2 separate regions of the Mus musculus genome follow, and region 2 is linked to region 1. Evidence: chromatin contacts called from public Micro-C data. All regions are on one chromosome and are shown on one strand. The core of a region is the stretch at or near the end of the contact, and the rest is flanking DNA. Distances in the headings are between cores, read along the strand shown. Region 1 holds the start of Otx2 (orthodenticle homeobox 2). Region 2 holds the start of Egr3 (early growth response 3).

Region 1 (3,487 bases), core at 665-3,164:
GTGGCCGGAAAAAGTCCCGAGGTGAACAGACGAAATCCTGACACCCCCCCCCCCCCAAGCTCTGGAATGGAGGGCACAGTTTCCAAGGAAGAGCAACTCCTCTCGGTCCCCACCCAAAGTGGTCCACGCGGCTGGGCCTTCTTTCTCTCTCCATACACCCTTCTCCCTCCAAAAGACCAAATCGGTTTGGGGCTCTAAGGTTTTCAGATTTTCCAGTGAAATCGGACACTGGCTTTCAATAGTCCCTTGAACGCATCAACACCGCCACTTCTTCGGAGTTTGCCGCGCGAACCGTCGCCCAGGCCGGGTGTCAGCGGGGACCTTCTAATAGTTCGTTTTGGGGGCAGGCCGAGAGCAGGGGCTGGGCCTCGGCGAGCCCCTCCGTATAAGGTCAGCCTTGACCTACGACACTTCATTGTCCCCAAGCCAGAAAAGGCAGTACAGAAGTGCTTAACGGGCCACGATGCTACCCCAGACACAAAACAACTAAGAACTCGAAGTCCTTCCTAGGGAGGGACTCCGGGGTCTCTGACCAGGAGCATCCAGGCGCCCACCCTCAGGTCTGGCTGTCCCAGTTGCGCGCAGAGGCTGAGGCGCGCGTGCCCTGAACCACACTAGCCACAGTCGCCTTTAAAACCTGTCCAACTAGCGGCCTCGGCCTGGCGATCTGGCCCAGAAGCCCCGACTTTCAGTGTACAGTTCTGGGGCTTGGGGGAGCCGCACCCCTAGGGATGGAGAGGAGGAGAGTTGTAAAAGATTCAAGAGCCCTAGCGGCTTTGAGAAGAGGCGGAGAGCAGAGGGGCATTAAGCTTGGGGAGTGAGGACGAGAAACAGGAGCTGAGGCGGCGCGGGAGTAACAAGACGCCAGCGCTGTCGCCTCCTCGGTTATCCGCTCCGATTTCGGCTCCCGTTGCAAACCGAGGAGTCTAGAGGCAGCCCGAGGCCCCCGCCGATAATGGAGAGCCGGCCTTCGGGAGCTCCGTCTTTCGGAAGCGTCCACCTTATTATCTTTGTTTTAATTTACCAACCTAGGTACATTACACAAGCATTATTTTGTCATGGATTCTAAAATACGCCCTTGGAACCAAACCTAAGGACTCCAGCTCAATCTAGGGGCCAAAATGCAAAGCTCGCGAGGAGAAGCCATGAATAGCGTGGGCATAAGAACAAAACCCCTCCCCAACTCCCAGATTAGACTCCTAGGATTTCTGCGACGTTCTTCGGTAGCAGCGACCCCCAGGAGCACGCGCTCTCGCTCCCTCCCACTCCCTCCCTCTTCTACAGATCGTCAAATTTTTTCCTAATGGTCATTATTTCGTCTCAAAATTCTCATTAGAAAAATAAAATACATCGCCCGCCCCCACCCAAGGAAGTTCCACGTCCGCAGAGTTGCACATTGGAGGAGCGGAGGTCACTGCGGACTGGGGGAACACAAAGATATCGCTATAGACAAGACAGACGGACACTTACCTTACAGCCGCATTGGACGTTAGAAAAGAAAAAAAAATCAAATTATCCTTCAAAATTCCAAATAGCCAGCTATCCTAAAAGAAATCAAGAGCATTCAGTTAAAAACCTTGTAGTCTTCACCTTTCCATAAAAAGTCAAACATAACCAGAAAAAAAAAACAATTAAAAGAAAACATAAAATGAAGTGGCCAGAGTTGTAAACAGGCTTGTGTCCGTCTACGATACATACAAAGTAGAGGTGGCGACTGAGCTCCTCTAGCGATTTTTATTTTTTAGTAACAGTGGAGGCTGAGTTGGAGCTGAGGAAGGTTCCGCTCTCAGGGAGATTTGCTGAGAAAGCGCCTCTCTGGCAACTTTTTGACGCAAACTCTCCAACCAATGGCAGGGAGAGAATGATTGACACATCTAAGCCAGAGGGAAAATAATAAAAACACACAACAGGGGGAGGAAAACAGGCCGCTGCTGCACGGGGGGAAGAGCAGGCAACAAATCCAGGCCTCCGACACTACCAGAACGTTCTTTAAAACACTGGGCTACGCTTAAAATATACATTATGGGCCCAAGCATGTGAACTAATTGTATAATTAAAATGATGGACAGGAAGGCCTCCCTCTTCGGTCTTTTCTTCTTCCTTTATACTCCTTCTTATCCTCCTTTTCTTTTTTGTTTTTATTTTAGAGAAAGGATACCAAACAACATAAAGCAGGAAAATATTTAAGTCAAAGCTAGGGGAAGGAGGGAGGGGGTAGTACCCCGTTTTCGATTTCCAACGCTAGCAAAGAATGTGTGGGTCAGAGGCAGAACTCAAACCCAGGCACAGGCTTAAAAACAGGGCTATGTTCTCTTGAAGAGGACCAGACGGCGCTGAGGGAAAAATGGGTGAAGATGAACAAGAGTGGAACTGAGCTGTGAACATGCAGTGTAGGCAGAGAGTCACGCAGCTATGGACTGTCTGAAAACTCCAGCGTCCTCACTGGCTGTTCTTTTACCCCTTAGAATAACCCTTGGTCTCTGGAGTTCTGGCTTTCCAGGCATGTTTTTTCAATTTGATAAGCATAGAGCAAGATACAAAAGAAAACGTGAGCTCCCAAATCTACCGCCAAGGCAGATTTCCGGCCAAGGGAGGGGATACCTCAAATCTCTCCAGCTGAGTATGAGGTGACAAAAAGCCCCCAGTAGAAACAGTTTGTGCTTAAGAACAAACGCCTGGTACTTCAGGCCTGGGAGTTACTAGGGATGGAGGCGCCCTACTCAGAGGCCGAAACTCGGGAGCTGGGATGCTGCAGGGTCAACCAACTCAACTTCTTCTGGTCCAGACTGGTTTTTTTTTTTTTTTTTTTTTAAACAAGAATCAGAGTTTTCTAGAAAAGCAGAAACACGCTGGACAGAATATTAGGGGACGGGGCGGGGGGAGGTGAGGGGCAAACGCTACTGCTGAGTGTGTGAATGGAGGCTGGGAGGGGGAGGGGGGGGGAGGATAGCTTTCCCCTCACAACTCCCAATGCAGAAGGAAAAACAAAACAAAACGAAAAAACCCACCCCTCCCTCACTACCTCAGTCACCGCCACCACTGCTAGTGGGCCCAAAGAAACAGCTCGTTGCCTTTAATTTGGGGACCTATGTTAATGAAGTTGGTAATTAATTCGTCGCTTTGTTGTCGGTTCTTATACTGTATGTGTAATCAAATGTGGCCGTCCTTGGGATTTACAGCAATTAGCGAATTACGGGAGTGCGCACGAGGCTGCAAGTTCTCGGCAGCCCGGCTGGGCTCGGCTCCGGCCTAAGGCTGGGCACTCCGCTGCCGCTGCAGACTTGCAGGTGTGTCCTAAGAGCCTTGGGGTCCTGGAGGCTCCGCGAACCCTCGAGCTCCTCCGGGCTTGCCCAGTTCTTCCTGGCTCCTTCGTAGCTGTTCCAGTCCTAAGGAAACTCCTGGCTGTCGCGTTCCCCAGAGCCACGACTTTGTGGGGCCTAGGCTAGGGGGGAGGGTGAGTACGGATCTTTCCTTGTTACCCCGCCCC
Region 2 (3,487 bases), core at 669-3,168, about 21 Mb after region 1:
GGAGGGAAGAGGGAGTGAGGTTGTCATCCACCCCCATCACAATGCGCAGCTAGGGAGTTCCTCCCACGCGTCCCCCGGCCCCGCATGGACCTCCCACGGCGTGAGGCCCGGGGATCCTCTCTTCCTTCTTGTCAACACTCCCACTCCCCCTGAGAGATGCAAGTTCCCCCAACCCCGACTCTCCAGCGGGGGCCGCGGGATTCACCGCGCCCACGCGGCCACTGAGGAGGGAATCCTCCCCCGCCAACCCGGTGTGATTCGGGGTCGCGCCTCCGTGCTCCCTCCCTCTCCTCCCCCTCGCTCTCAGCCAGGCTGCGCGCTTCAGGAGCAGGCCTCGGGGAACACATCACCCACCCCCGGGATCCGCTGTCGAGGTGACAGCACCCTGGGTCGGCACAGGGGGCCGCCCTTGACTGCAAGGCACCCTCAGGCAGCAATGAGGACAACCCTGCGGGAGACAGAGAGTAGAGACTGGAGGAGACCGCCTTGGTGGCTTAGAATCTGTGGGTTTCACATCTTCCCGCAGTAACTCAGCCGCAAGCCCTTCGCCGGCTGCAGTAGATAGCGACTGTGCCCCGGCCTGCTGGGCCCTCCTGCCATCCTGTGGCCAAAGGGGTTTGCTTTAGAACCGTTAGGGAATTTATCTGGGAATTATTTGGTGCACGTGTTTTCTATCCCCTAAACTTCACTCTTTCCTAATCTCCACAACAACAACAACAACAACAAAACCCTCATACCCTCGCCCCTAAAAGTTCTTGCCCACTGCGCAACTAGCTAATCCGCTACACATTCCCGGGCCACTGCGCTCAACTGAGAGTCAGCGCGGGGTCAGGAACCCCAAGGGAGGGGCCGGGGCTGCGGGCGGTGAATCAGAATGATGTCCGCACGAAAGTTCTAAGTGTCCAAGAATAAGAAGCCTTAGGACATTAGAACCCCTTCCCCAAAGGAAAATACTTCATCTCTCCATCTGAATCCAGTCAAGGATAAGAAGGAAAGACAGAAGTTGTGTGGGGGAGCCTGGCTTGAAGCGGTCACCTCTCCCATTCCTAGACTGCTAAGGAACCTGTGTCCTGGTGTACTGAACTCTTTCTAAATGCTGGGAGTGCTGGAGACCAATTGCAAACAACTCCACTCCTCCAACGACTAAATTCTGTCTCTAATGCTGTCCTCAAATAAAAACCTACATGTTTAGTTACAGGGTTTTTCAACTGTGCACTGCGCATCGCGCGCTTTGCATTCGGCTTCGTCCCTCTTTCTTTTTTCTCTTCTCGCTTTCCTTCTTTCTAATCTAATTGACTTTTTTTTTTTTTTTTTTTTTTTTTTTAAAGAACGGAGAGCGGTGCGGGCGCTGCACGTTGGCTGCGGCCCGCTTCCTGCTTTCTAATGTTCCATTGTGAGGAGCTTCCATTGTGACGTCGCGCCCCTTCGGCTGGGCTTTGTCTGTCCATATATGGGCAGCTACGTCACGGAGCTTTCCCGGGGCTCAGATAAATAGACTGGTGGAGTTCCCTGGCTGGGAGCTTTTGGGCAGCAGTGAGCTAGCTAGGAAGCGGCGGGGCTGGTTGGTGGTGATAGCAGCGGCGGCGGCAGCAGCAGCAGAGGAGGTGGCGGCGGCAGCGGCGGCGGCGGCTGTGGCAGATCGGGGGGCGGGGGGGGTCGGCGGGCTCGTGTCTGTGAGATCAATACTGAAGCCGCGTCTGACCCCCTGGAGCCTAGATCACCCCCCCAGCCCAGCCCCCATCCCACTCCTCGCACACGCCCCACCCCACCCCCACGACCCAGCGTCGCACCGCACCAGCCGAGGCACCCGAGAGGATTACCCTCTTTGCCCCTCTCCCATCCACCCCTCCAAAAAAGAATAGATCCCCTCCCCTGACCCACCCCTTCCCCTTTTCACTCCCCCCTCCCTCCGAACTTTCCCTCTCGCATGCTTTTCCCCTGCACCACGGATCGCCTCTCGGATGCCGCTCGCCTGGAAGCTGCGTTAGGAACAGGCGGCGGCGGCGGTGGCGGCGGCGGCGGTGGCGGCGGTAGCTCGGGAGTGCTATGACCGGCAAACTCGCCGAGAAGCTGCCGGTGACCATGAGCAGTTTGCTAAATCAATTGCCTGACAATCTGTACCCCGAGGAGATCCCCAGCGCGCTCAACCTCTTCTCCGGCAGCAGCGACTCGGTAGCCCATTACAATCAGATGGCTACAGGTAAGGGTGGCGGTGAGGCGGCGAGGCAGCGAGGAAGGAAAGGGGGAGGACGAGGAGGAGGGAGCGAGCTAGCGATGGATGCACATATCGATGGATGCAGAAATGGATGGATGGAGAGACGGATGGAAAGATGGGGGGCGCGCTGGGAATTTTCTGGGGGGCGAGTTGCTTTTCCCACCCACTCCTCCCGCCCTCCGAGATCGGGAAGGCTTGGTTGGAGACGCCACGGTTGAGGCTTCGGTTCTCCCGGGTGGGGGCAGCCGCCGACTGGAGGGAGGTAGGTGCGAGCAGCTCTGGGGTTCTCCCTCCCCACGCAGGGGGCCCGATCGCTGGGCTGCGTGCAAGGCGTGGTGCTGTAGCCCCCTTTCTCGGGAGGAGCCCAGCGTCTTTTTCACCCGCGCTCTCCCCCCTCCTTACTCCCTCAGCCTCCCACCCGGGATGGAGCCATGTGCGGCGTGGAGTCCCCACGGTGGGAGAGGTACTGCGACGCTGCCTTTCCGGGGCGTTCAGCAAAGCCATTGGGGGTGTGGGGACGGTGGGGAGAGGGAGGGGGCTCACCCACGGGGCGGGGGAAAGGGTTTGCCACCGGGGGCGATCCTGGGACCCGGGAGCTTGGGAACGGCGGCCGCTCCCGCCGTGGAGACATGGGCTGGTTTTCCGCCGCTCTCCACTCTCCTTAGCTGGGTTTAGGCTTTTCCCCTCCAGCCCGAGCAGAAAGCTCCTTCAGGCCGGGAGGAGACTGGGGCCGGGAGAGGCTCCCTTTACGGGCGGCACCCTTCTGCGCTCCGAGGACAAAAGCGTCGAAGCTCTTTGGGTCGGCCACCCGGGCTCAGCGCGCGTAGGGGGACCTCGCTTGGGGCATGAAGGCGCGGCGTCTTGGAGTAGACAGGGCCGGGGGAAGAGGCCGAGTTGTGTGTGCTGGAGAGCGAGAGCCGGGCGCGCTCCGGGTCTGAAACTACCTGTAGCTGCAGCTACCTGTCCGCCCCACCTCGGGAAGAACAACAATGCTCTCTTGCGCGCGTGCGTGTCTGTGTGTGGTACGTGAGTGTGTGCGCGGCGTGTGCGGTGTGTGTGCCGGAGCCACTCCACACCCCGATCCGTAGTATTTTGCTGTATCCAGGTTGCGCCGGGGAGCGCGGCACCGCCCGCTTTGCGCCGGGCTCGGCGTTCCTCTTACCCCACGCGCTGCGCACTCCAGCCGGCCGCACCCTCTACTCCTGGGCAAGGACCTGGGCGCCGCGGCCGGGAGCCGGCTCGGCTTCACTCACCCCTCCCCTCTCTCCCCCG

What was found. A called contact is a pair of places that touch in the nucleus more often than the background predicts.
Region 2: a Micro-C map of embryonic stem cells shows a contact between it and region 1, with 20 times the contacts expected there. The contact joins the promoter of Egr3 here to the promoter of Otx2 in region 1. A contact is called at or near these places in 1 of 39 promoter capture datasets (maxillary cranial neural crest) and 2 of 484 Hi-C or Micro-C datasets (both in embryonic stem cells).

What each region holds. Positions count from the first base shown.
Region 1 is chr14:48,665,730-48,669,216 of GRCm38.p6, forward strand. Otx2 (orthodenticle homeobox 2) reads right to left here and starts at 1,915. Exons shown (of 5, transcript NM_001286482.1): 1 at 1,699-1,915; 2 at 1,471-1,544.
Region 2 is chr14:70,075,399-70,078,885 of GRCm38.p6, forward strand. It overlaps Egr3 (early growth response 3), which reads left to right and starts at 1,919. Exons shown (of 2, transcript NM_018781.4): 1 at 1,919-2,200. The coding sequence starts at 2,047.